Regions from separate parts of the Mus musculus genome. Here region 2 is linked to region 1. Evidence: chromatin contacts called from public HiChIP or PLAC-seq data. All regions are on one chromosome and are shown on one strand. The core of a region is the stretch at or near the end of the contact, and the rest is flanking DNA. Distances in the headings are between cores, read along the strand shown. Region 1 has its middle 180 kb from the start of Shox2. Region 2 holds the start of Shox2 (short stature homeobox 2).

Region 1 (6,201 bases), core at 2,350-4,849:
TTTCTGGAAGAATTTTGCTACTCCCCTTGTTTTCAGGAAGCTTGCTGACATAGGGGGTTCAGGGTGTCTTAAAACACAGCGTGGCGGATATCGTGGCAGTGCTGGTGATATGGAAACCAGACCTTTGTGTATTTGTATCAAGGCAGGCAAAGCTAGCTTAAATACAGCTGATAAGGATGTGCCTCCTGTCTGTGCAGTCAGCTTTATCATTTTGGCAGTAAGTCAGACAGCAAAGAGTCCTGATGAGTGGTCAATACCCTGAAGAGAGGACACCGATCCTGCCTGGAAAGAACATGGATGATGTACTCTGTTATTTGGACACTGTAGAACAAATGTCATTTTCCCATTAAGACATAGGCTATTTCTTAATTGCCAGAATGGAGAATAATAGCACCCCGCCTGTGTCTGATGTGATTAAAAAAGAGAAATGCTTACTGAGGTCTGCTGCTTCAGAATGTGGTTCAGAGCCTGTTTTATGTCACTGTTACCAACTCTCTGATTAGTATTAAAAGGCATGTGCATGTTTGTGTCTATTCATCTTTCTGTCTCTGTACTTACCTATAACATTTGTGTGTATGATGGTAGGTCACGACACGCTAGGCACACACCCTACTACTAAGCTACAGACAAAGTCTAAGGATATGTTTTAAATTATGGGATAAGTAACTCGGGTCCTTGAATGATGGACCAAGCTGACAAGCTTGGTTCTCCATCATGAAACTCTCTCCTGGGCTCCCGCTAATCAGATCTATCATATTGAGCATTGCTTATCCAGGTGCTTCAATGGATGATGCTAACCTGTAACACAACTCTGTGAATTCATTACTACAACTAGTCCTCTTCTACAGAAAAAAGATTAAGGAATTTAATCGAGGATACCTAGCTAGCAATTCATGAATCTAGGATTGATTTATATTTTTCCATTTGCTTTTTATTTTGTATACGGGCGTTTTGCCTACCTATATGTTTATGTGCCACATTTGAGAAGGTCAGAAGAGGGCATTGGATCCTGGGACTAGAGTTACAGTTTGTAAGCTGTCATGCGGTTGTTGGGAATCAAACTCTGGTCCTTTGAAAGAGCAGCTAATTCTGTTAACTACTGATCTATCTCTCCAGCCCCATGAAGCTAGGATTTAAACCCTTGCTTTGAGACTTTACTGAAGCTCACAGTGACTAAATGATGGTGTCAAAGCTAGTGAGAATCAGGAGTAGAATCAAACCTGGAGGGTCAACAAGTCTTGGCCAACAATCTACACACTAAATAAGTGAAACTTGCAGGGCCTCGAGATACACAGATCACTGTGGCTTCCAAGACAGCCTGGGCTATAGAATGAGATTCTGTTTCAATTTTTAAATGAGATACAAGAGGGGAAGGAGTTGACAAGGAATTTCAGTCTTTGTAGTGGTAGAAAGCATAAATTAAGTATCAATATATTACTGTTTGTTTTCACATTTTTATGTTGTCACCATACATAATTTAGAGAATAGATTGTTACAAAGATGACCTTCAATGAATAAAGGACCCTGTGTTTTTACTTTTTCCTTTGCTTATATATTTTAAATTTCTTTTATTTTTGAGATTATAATATGATTACATCATTTCCCTCTTTCCTTTCCACCTTCTAGACTTCTTTCCTATGGTATTCATCTACTTAAAAAAATTACAAAGCTCTGTCAGATGATCCTGGGCCAGAAGGCTGAAGACTGATGTTCCAACATTTTGAGGAATGAGGGACTGTCCACATAGTCAGTTGTCTCTGTAAATTGGTTAGTTTTAGAAGCTATGTTTTGTGTTCCCTATATTTTCAGGTAATATTTTAAGTTGTTCTTGGATTTCTGATGGGGTTAAAGACTGGTTATAATCTCATAGCCAACCCAAGCTGTTTAGCATTGAGAGAGATGATATAGATTTGAGAGGATGGTTTTCAGATAGTATACAAGCTAAAATCAGGACATAATTCAAAGTGTAGAATTATATGCCTTTTGCTTTAGGATAGATGGTGGAGTGCTTTATCTAAATTGATAAAATTGATAGACTGAGTGTTAAGTGTATCTTATACTTTATAAATTACATAATAGTAATAGCTGTGCTCAATTTATATCTGAGAGAAAAGAGCCTTTTATTTGGACACAAAAGGGGAAATATTGTGGAATGTCCTGGTGCTGTTTGCATTTTGATGCTAATTCTGCTCCCTCAAGAGGTGCTACCCCGATAAGGAGTAGATCTGGTACCCAGATGACTTCATATGAATCTTCTCCCCATCTCAACTGATCAAATAAAGGCTAGAGCTTGTGATTAGACAGTGGAAGGGAAAGGTGGGGCTGAAAGTTTTAGAGAGGGAGAGAGAGGAAGGAGGGAGGAGAGATGAGAAGAGAAGGAAGAAGAGGTGGAAGGAAGATGGAACAAAACCATGTGTCCTGGAGTAGCCTCAAGTAGCAAGAGATCTCAAAGCTGGGGAATAGAGTAGTGTAGTGATGTATTTGCACAATCTAGATGTACAGCTTAAAATATTATAGCTGAGTTGTGTGTTCTTTACATGGGCTCATTGGGGTTAGAGATTTATCACAACAAAGCACGCTCCATTTCTCTAGTCCTTTCAGTTGGAAGTGGTTTGAGGACTTTTTTTTTTTTTTTTTTGATCCCTAGAATATGACAGAGGTAATTATTGGGTTCCTGAGGTAAGGCCACTGAGGCCTTTGGGTATCTGTTCTTCCCATCTTGTTCCCTGAAGCCATTGCAAGTACACATTTAAGAAGTCCACTGTTGCTTATTAGAGGATGGTTGACAAAGGTTCAGAAAGGACTGATATAGACTGAAGTCCCTGCTGAGTTGTAGCACCAGCTGCCACACACACACACACACACACACACACACCAGCAGAACATCATAGGATGTTAATTCTCAGAACTGCAAAGAGCAGCATCCAATCTCTATGATGTTTAGCCACTGTGTTTTGTTGTGGCTTCTTTGGCTATGAGAAATAACTGAAATGGTGCAGGTATTCTCCATAATACTTAAGTAGTGGAACAGCAGAAACCTGCTGAGGTATGCCAGTCTGAGTGGTGAGGGATTGGCTCAGTGCCGTACTGTTAGGAAGTGATGGGGCTGGCACTGGGGCCCAGAATTCTGTCACTCTCTAGTACAAGCTTTAGTGACTCTTAGTTTATTTGATTAGAAGATTAAAAAAAAAACATGATGGTTTATTTGAAAGCTGACTTCATGTACAGATAATGGATTTGGGTGACAGATATTACCTGCAACTGTCATTCCTGTGTCTCAGGAAGGCACCCTGCTGATTGTTCATGAAGTCTCTTAAAAGTGTGGGACCCCAAAGGCAGCCACACCTCTTTCTTCTTACTATACAGTTTGGTTCATGAGTCTTTTTCTTCTACAGAGTGAGAGATTTCCCAGTGAGGCATAATTACTGAGAAGTTACCTCTTCCATTTAGAGTTTCTCAAAGTGGCAAAAATAAATTTAATTTTGAAAGATCAATGGAAACCAAGCTAATCATTTAAAAACGCTGCAGAATCTTTCTGGGCTCTCGTCTTACAGTACCACAGGGATCAGCCTGTGGGCTCACTGTGAAAGGAAAGCAGAGCAAACTTCACAAAGCCTCACTGGCCTTCTCCACAGGCAGCCTCCGTGACTCCTACCAATGCAACAGTCTTTCCAGCTGTTGCAAAAACCCCAAAGGCTTCGGAAATCCTGTTTTTAAGTATCCTCCACTGTTAAATTTTGTACACTTCTTCTGTTATTAGAAAGGCAGGCCATCATTTTTATTTAAAATAAATTACAAAGCAATTGACCAACGTAAGAAGAAAGGTTGTTCAAAGAGCATCTCCTACCTAAATGGGAGAGAGAAAAGCCCCTGGTATTTATACACAGCCTCACCTCTGGTGAGCTTACTTGTTTCTCAGTTTGTAACTATGTGGATATTTCCTTCTGGAAAGAGGAAGTGGTTGGAAGAACTGTGGACTATTAACATGTGCGTGTGCTGTGCGCCAGAAGGCTTATTTGAAGTGAATGAACAGGCAGGCACTTGTTCTAACTATGAGGTGGCGTAAGATCAATGGGAAAGCAGAAATAGTGACAACTTTACGAGCTGCTTTTCCACTAAAGCACTAGTATTACTGGTTTTCAGACTTGTTCACAGTAACTTTGCATACTTAAGTATTTTTGTATTTCCCATGCTTACTAAAACTAGTGCGAAGATCTGTTCTGACTACTCAAAATGGATTTATTTAAGTGCAGTGTAGACATTGCACATCAGGTAATGAGGCAATGACTGTAACGTAGTTGCCTCGTCTTCAAGAAGAGTCTTAAAAAAAATTCCATCCTTCTACTCAATTATGCAAATGATAAATACAAATGTTAGCTCACTTGTCCTGTCTATTAGGTGACTGTAGAGAATACAGAGATTTTCCAGAAAACGTCCAAAGTCTATTTGTTTCTAATTTCCTTCTGTTAATGTCACTGTAAATTTCAATGTCATATTCCTGCACGTTGTTGCCCCTAATCTGACAGTGTCAGAGGATCTATCTTCATTCTCTCACTCGTTTCATAATCTAATCCTCAGCTCTAACATGCAATTAGTGCCCTCTCCGCCCTCTGCATACCAAACAGGCTGACTGCTACAGCTTTCCCTGTGCAAACCATTTAGCAAGGCCGCCAGTAATGAATATGTACATTTAGAAGACCTTGGCGCAGAGGGTCACAGGCAATCAACCTTGAATTCAATTATGCAAGTCAAGGTTAATGACTCACCGCAGTGGTCAGAGGCATTCAGAATCCAGCAGATTAAATCAGCCTGTCAGAACTGACAATGTAGAAAGGACCGGAATTGTGCGAGAAACAGGGATTCGTGCAAAGATAAAATGGTGTCAGTCCTCAACGAAAATTACATGGAGTTCTCTGTGGCAAATCAGATTGTAAATCTCCTGTGGACCTGCGATATGATTAGTCTACATAAAGATGTTTCTAGATTGTACTACGGAGCCACTAATAGGCCCTCCTGAACTGCCCCCTCACGGGGTAACTTCACTGCTTTTAATCTCATCATTTTCATGTTCTGATTGTACTGCATAAAAATGAAATTATTATTTCTCAGTTACATTCACTGAGTATGCTCTATATAATTTTTTAACATTGCCTGAAATGTAATTGGTAGAAAAAAATTAAATTTTTCTGTAATTTTATTCTATGTTTTTTCCCTTTTGTTTATTTTTAACCTCTTCCTTGATAGTAGTGGATTGTGGCTAGTTGGAAGGGGAAAAAAAAACCAGATATAGGTTAAAACATTATAAAATTAGAATTAAAAAATTATAAAATTTATAAAAAATTATAAAACAGACGTGGTTCGATTTACATATCACATACATATTAAGCATTTTTATGAGAAAGCTGTACGGTGAATAAACAGAAAGTTTATTGAAATTTGTCTGACACAGATTATTTATTTCATAGTCTGAGATGTATGTGTGTTCTCCAGGCTCATGAAGAAGGATAGCTTTCCTCTTTTCTTCTGTACTCTCTCTAAGAGCAGAGCTACTAGATTAGACCCATTCTCCCCTTTTAGTGAAGAGCTCATAATGTGTGAGTAATCACATTCTTTTGCATTAGTATGTGACATTTATAGGATTATGTGTTTCTTTCTTATTTTTAATTATTCTATTTATTTACATTCCAAATGTTGCCTCCCTCCCAGCCTCCCTCTCAGAGTTTTGCATCCTATCCCCCCCTCCCCTTTGCCTCTGAGAGGGTGTGCCCCCTCTCTTCAACCCGCATCCCTGCATTTCTCTTAGGCAGGAACAATTCTGGGCCAGAATATTTGAAGGTAGGTTGTTGACCCCATCCCTCCATCGAGGACACTGTCTATCTGCTGGAGGTGGTCTCTTCAGGTTTCATCTTCCCTCTGTTGGGCATTTAGGCTAAGGTCACCCACACTGAGTCCTGGGAGCCTCTCACTTCCCAGGTCTCTGGGACTTTCTAGAAGGTCCCCCACCCCTCAGCCCCGGAAATTGCTACTTAATTCATTCTCCTGGCCCTCTGGTTTATTTTCTTTCTCTCCCATTCCTGATCTTGCCCCCCCCCCCTTTTCACCTCCCCATATCCTCTCCTACCCAGGTCCCTCCCTAGCTCTGCCTCCCGTGATTATTTTGTTCCCCCTTCTAAGTGGGATTGAAGCATCCTTATTTGTGTC
Region 2 (6,201 bases), core at 804-3,303, 180 kb before region 1:
ATGTAAAGGTATGCCTTTGTCCTAAAAGCAGGGTGGGAAATGTTTCTAGAAGGAAGGATAATGTCAAAGAAAAAGTAAAGCAACATTTCTAATAAGCTTTATTTTCATGTCCTTTAAATGTGCAATGTAGTTAGTATTACAAGAAGTTATGGAACGTCTTAAATTACACTTAAATTCTCGACTGAGAATACATTATGTACCACAATTCTGTGTTCTCTTTACCAATGTTTTAGGTTGTTTGGGTAGAACTTCTGAAATTATTGGCTAAGTGTGTTTTGTTGTTCTAATCAATAAGTAGAAGATATACATATTAATGGCCTGTAACTGCTTTCATTTTTACTGAGTACTGGATCCAAGAGAACGAAAACATTATCTTTTAACATCAAACAAAACTCATTAATATTCAGTATACTGAAAATGCCCCCCCAAACTGCCACTTAAAGAGGTATATTTGTTTACATATTCAAGTAAATGTAACATTTCATATGTAAACATTCTTTTGTGTGAGCAAATAAGTATTTGCATAGCTACAAATCACACAGCAAGCCGTGGCTTAGAGGAGACAGTCATGTCCCCCCCCCCCATATAATTAAGAGTTTTTATAAAATAATTGTCAAATATACAGTTTTTAAGTTATAAATCAGAAAGAGAGTTGTTTTCCCCCCTCCAAAGAGTGAGTCTTTTTTTCACAGTCCACGGTAAACAAAAATTAGTCGAGCGACAAGCAACATCGGTAATTTTTTCCGCAGAACTCAAAAAGTAGTCATCTTTTGTTTTTCAGAATTAGGAAATCGAACTAGAATGCCCCCCAAGATGCTAAATAATTAAGGGCAGGGTGCAGGGAGTTGTTAGGAAAAGGAGTAAGAACCCTTAGACCTCATAGAGAAAATCGAAATGGAACTGCGCCTGACCGGGCTGTAAGAAAATACCTTAAGACCGAATCTGGCAGAGAACAGCTGCTCAGGAAACAAGTTAAATCGACCAACCCCTTCTAGCGGGATGTGTCTTTATGGGAGTCAGCTTTGACTCCAAAGTAGTAGAGTGAATTACAGGGACCAGTACTCAGTGAGGCTGGCTGCGCGTTCGGAAGATCCTAAAAGGAGGTGAAGCCTTCCGAGGTGCTGCAATGAAGCCCCATTCGCAGCAGGCGCGTGAAGACCGGATGCACCGCTGTGCAGCTGCAGCGGCTTGGAGCAAGAAAGGGTGCAGGAACGGAATACTGGAATGGTTGCTAGGCCTATTAACCATAGAGAGCCCGATACTGGGCCAGAGACCAGGGGTCATCATTGTAGGGTCGAGCAGTTGGGATGCCCACCCAGAGCGAGGCTGTAGGGTCGGGTACTCTCTGAGGATACCCACTGACTCTGATTGCAATGCACTTGTCAGTTTCCTCTTGGCCCCGCCTCCGAGAAGTCTATCCAGTTCCCCAGTGTTTTACTAAGTCGTGACACCAACGCAAAATCCACGCTTAATTAAATTAATTAGGGATTCTTGTCAATCCTGGATTAATGGCCAAGAGCACCAGCGGCCGAGGCTATCAGAAAACCCGACCGCTGAGGACCTGCCTCCTCTCCCCGCCCCCTCTGGTCCCCTGCTTGCCCTCCCTCTCCAGCCCGGTGGACTCCAGCCTGGATCCTCCATCCTCAATATTCATATTCATATTCTCTCTCTCTCTCTCTCTCTCTCTCTCTCTCTCTCTCTCTCTCTCTCTCTCTCTCTCTCTCTCTCTCGTCCCCACTCCCTCTCCTCCCCACCCCAGGTAGTGGCGCTCCTGCTACCCGCGAAGGGGTTCACTAGGAGTTGCGAGGGGAGGTAATTTACTCAGAACAAGAGGCCCGCCTTTAGGAAGTATAAATAGTGAGACTTCAAGAGCTGCGTCGCTATCAGATCTGAACTCTCCGCAGGAAGAATTGTCAAAGATCTTAACATTGAACACGCGCACTCCGGCAGGGAAGCATCAGTTCCCATTTCCCTCTGGCGGCCCCCGCCCCTTCCCTCCTCCCCCCTCTCCCCCTTTACCCCCTCCTTCCTCCTCCTCCTCCTCGTCCTCCTCCTCCTCTTACTTCTTTTTCTCCTTCTACTTCTCCTCTTCTTTCTTCTCCTCTTTTTCTTCTTCCTCCTCCTCCCTCTCCTCCCCCATCCCCCTGCCCCATTGATGTGTTATTATTGGGGGGGCTGGAGCAGTAAAAAAAGAAGGAGGAAAAAAAGAGCGGGGCTCGGCAGGGAGAGCTTGAGCGCGAGGTTGACCGGCGGCGGCAGCGGCCGCGATGGAAGAACTTACGGCGTTCGTCTCCAAGTCTTTTGACCAGAAAGTGAAGGAGAAGAAGGAGGCCATCACGTACCGGGAGGTGCTAGAGAGCGGGCCGCTGCGCGGGGCCAAAGAGCCCGGTTGCGTCGAGCCGGGCCGCGACGACCGCAGCAGCCCGGCAGTCCGGGCGGCCGGCGGAGGCGGCGGCGCGGGAGGAGGCGGAGGCGGAGGCGGAGGAGGCGGAGGAGGTGCTGGAGGAGGAGGAGCAGGCGGAGGAGCTGGAGGAGGGCGCTCTCCCGTCCGGGAGCTGGACATGGGAGCCGCGGAGCGGAGCAGGGAGCCCGGCAGCCCGCGGCTGACGGAGGGTAACGGCCTGCCCCCGGCCGCGGTTCCCCTTACTGCCTTCCCTTATCCTCGGGGCGGGAGAGGACCCGGGACCCGAGCGGGAGGAGGGCGGCATCGCAGAGGGCCCTGGACCCCAGCTTTGGGAGATACCGGGATAGTGGAGGGGTAGGAGGCCAGACTGCTCCGTCGTGGGTGGGGTCCTCGCGTGGGGGAGGGCGTGGGGTTTCGCGCACCCTTCTCTGTCGCTCCGGTTGCACCGAAATATGTTTTTCGCGAGCGGGAGGATGGGGCCGCGCTGCGGGACGGCGAAGTTTGTGTGGCCCGCGGCGAGAAGGGGTGCGGCAGGGGCTCACTAGGAGGCCGGTTGTAACTAGCCCGTAGTCCCGAGTTTGCCAGAACCCCTTTCCTAAGCCTAAAGGAGAGAAGGGGAGGGGAGAGAAAGAGGAGAGCCACACGACATTGCCCTTCTTTAGATTTGCCATCAAAACCACTGTAACTCTGCAAAGCCCCCAAATCTCCGGATCTTGGGGACCAAACTTCACATTCTTACTGAACAGTTAAGGTAGGAGCCAGCCAAAGGTCCAGGCCAAGGTGATTCCCTCTCGGTGGAGGAATTGAGGAGTAGAGGGTGGGGGACGACGACGAGGACACTACATACACAATTTCTTTACTGGCTAGAATCGTGCAGTACTTTAGGAGAGAGAGAGAAAGAGATGGAGAGAGAGAGAGAGAGAGAGAGAGAGAGAGAGAGAGAGAGAGAGAGAGAGAGACTTTTGGAGAGAGCAGTGTTAGAAAAAGGCTTTATCTAACCGGTGAAGCGTCCATCAACTCAAAGTTAAAAATTAATTTGGCACTCGGTACTGCAGTAACTGGTGTGCTGCCATATTTTTCCAATTAAGAAAATATGTGGCATGCGTAGAATCACAAATTTAAGCAAGCAATTAACTTGTTTATAACACGGTCTGTTCCTGTTTAGGCCATTAAGTGGAAAGTTGGGGGCGAAAGAGACATTATATTAAGTCTATTAATCAACTTGAAATTTGGATTTGTTTTCCTTTGAAGCCCCTAAACTTTGAGGGGAATCCACTCTGGGGGTGACAACAGACAAAGCCAGTCCACCTTCCCATCTGAAGAATATATGTTCCTGTTTAAATTTTACTAAGATGTTAGTGAGATTGTCCTAGTAATGTTTTCTATTAAATTGACCCCTAATGTTTGCTGTGACCTTATCTACTTCCTTCCCGGAGGAAGAACAAACGTCCACAAAATGAACTCTGAGAAGCAGAAATACAGGCAATAAATAAGGTTACTGTATAGAATGCCAAGCTGGGGCAAGATGGGGCGCTTTGCCTTCACCGAGATCCCGGCCGGCCGTGTTCCCCTAAATTTAGAACGTGATAGGGTAAAATGATAAAGGGGCCCCCAGAGTAACCCTTCAAGGTTCATAGCTCTGAGACTCGGGTTACATAGCCCTGGCAAGCCTGGGTGAGCCAGTTGCTGGGGTTGTTGATTTCCAAGCTCTGGGCAAGTGTTAATTTCTTTGTAGCTTGGCTCTTTCGACTTAATTTTTTCCCCTCTGTGTTGATCCGGTTCCTGGGTTGGGAGGAATCAAAAACAGCCTCTACTATCTAAACTTAGCTTTGACAGTGGACATCCATCTCCAAATCATGCAGAGGATGAAGGTTGGGTGGACCTTGTATTGATATGGGCCTGACTTTGACTGTCCTCATCATTGCCTTTTGACATACATATATACCACCCCTCGTGTGGCTCTATTTGCTCACACTGCCAGAGCTCCTATCTTTTACATGGAAGGACAGCAAAGTAGCAACGAATGTGAGGGGGAAAATGCATATTTTATTAAACATCCGAGCGGCTGGATGCATGAAAAGGTTTTGAACAGCCAATAGAAACCGAGGAATGTTCTGCTTGAACCTGTTGATCTCAGTGGGTTTAAGCCTTTAGGGTCGATCCTTGGTTTCCACCGGGGAGGGAGAAGGAGAGGACAGATGCAGCGGTGGGTTTTGCTGACCACCAGAGTCTGTCTGATTTGCCGCCTCTACCCTTCTGGCCCAGCGTGGGCGGCCAGTCATCCAGGCCGCCAACATGGCGTGGTTGCCTGTGCCAATCCGACCCGAGTCTGGCAGGGAGCACAGGGACTGCCTAGTTGCTGATGGAACCATCCGTAGGGGTCTGGTCCGAGCCCTTGGGTACCCGGGGACGTGGCTTTCGGCGCAGCGCTGTACCAGAATCTCGTTTTCCTGCTGCAACCTTTCAGCGGGCCCAGTTGTTCCTAAATTAGACCAGCAAGTTTGCGGGAGGCAAAGGGCCAGAGGCAGCAGAGGCTGGCGGGACAGCGGAACAGCCCTCTGGGGATAGCTGGCGTGCGAGGCCATCGCGTGGCCTTGCCGCGCCCTTTAACCGAGACCGGGCTCTGGGAGAGGCCCGCGCAGCGCTTTTGATTTCCGTGAGTGCGTGGGTCAGTGAGTGCCATAGGGTCAGGAATGCATTTGGTGTTGACAGAAGGGAAGGGAACAGGTAGTGAGAGGGTAAGCTAAGACCCCAGTTGAGTTGGGTAGCCGCGTGCCCACCTTGTCCCCAGGCAGCTATACAGACGAGACTTTGCGGGTCTCAGAGACCCCATCCTCTCTCCAGGTCTTCACAGGGATCCCGCGCTCCCAGGGTTTAGGAGTCTCTAGCCTTCTGGAAAAATCTGGTAATGAGACTGTCTTGCTTTTTTTTTTTTTTTTTGTTCGTGTGTGTGTGTGTGTGTGTGTGTGTGTGTGGTGGTGCGTGCTCCGACGCACGTGTGGTCCTTCCGTGGTGCCCTCTTCAGTGTCCCCTGAACTGAAGGATCGCAAAGACGATGCGAAAGGGATGGAGGACGAAGGCCAGACCAAAATCAAGCAGAGGCGAAGTCGGACCAATTTTACCCTGGAACAACTCAACGAGCTGGAGAGGCTTTTCGATGAGACCCACTATCCAGACGCTTTCATGCGCGAGGAATTGAGCCAGCGACTGGGGCTCTCTGAGGCCCGAGTACAGGTACCCCCATTGCGAGGAGGTGGAGGCTGGGTCCTGAAAGTCAGAGTGCTATACCTAATGTTTGCGGGGAAGCTGCAGGTGTCTGGTGTGAGATGAAAAAAAAAGGGGGGGGACATCTTTTCTAAAGATCTTATTTTCTAAAATGGGTTTTGATCCCGTAGCCCCTTTCACTCCTAAGCCAACATATGTTCGCTGAAAAAGAAAGCTGTGCTGGGCTTGCTCCCAGAGTTTCTATTAACCACACCCCCCTAGCCCCTCGCTGTCTTTAATGTGGTTTAATCCTAATGGGCCTACTTTTATAAGCCTTAAAAAAAATGCCATAGAAAACGTTTTATCTCTGAAGCCTTAAAAGTTACAACGAGTATTTTGCTCTCTGGAGTTGGGTTTCGTTGAGGGTCTAGGTTTGCCAAACGGATATACCAATTAGGTTTATGGATGTACAGACTATAAAGAAAATTAGCATCTGTTAAGTGCAAAAATTTACAGTGTACTGCTAGCGGATCGGTCTCTAACTGAGCGAGAAACAGAGGGCATAGAATATGTTTGCCCACCCTTTGTTCCTC

What was found. HiChIP or PLAC-seq counts read pairs in DNA pulled down with a chosen protein or histone mark.
Region 2: a contact with region 1 is called in an H3K4me3 HiChIP or PLAC-seq map of embryonic limb bud, with 2.2 times the contacts expected there. The contact joins the promoter of Shox2 here to the enhancer-like site in region 1. A contact is called at or near these places in 1 of 484 Hi-C or Micro-C datasets (the N1E-115 cell line), 4 of 115 datasets of contacts at active chromatin or transcription factors (craniofacial prominence, embryonic forebrain, embryonic hindbrain and 1 more) and 1 of 9 other capture datasets (pancreatic islet).

What each region holds. Positions count from the first base shown.
Region 1 is chr3:66,796,314-66,802,514 of GRCm38.p6, reverse strand. No RefSeq gene overlaps it. Among named protein-coding and RNA genes, the nearest start is that of Shox2, 180 kb to the left of the region's middle. Within about 2 kb of position 3,599, at least 10 of the 459 cell types and tissues checked have an H3K27ac peak or open chromatin away from gene starts, as enhancers often do. A contact at or near this core is called in embryonic limb bud, where this site is marked.
Region 2 is chr3:66,977,623-66,983,823 of GRCm38.p6, reverse strand. Shox2 (short stature homeobox 2) reads left to right here and starts at 2,053. Exons shown (of 5, transcript NM_001302357.1): 1 at 2,053-2,613; 2 at 5,430-5,638. The coding sequence starts at 2,268. It also overlaps a transcript of Rsrc1 not described here.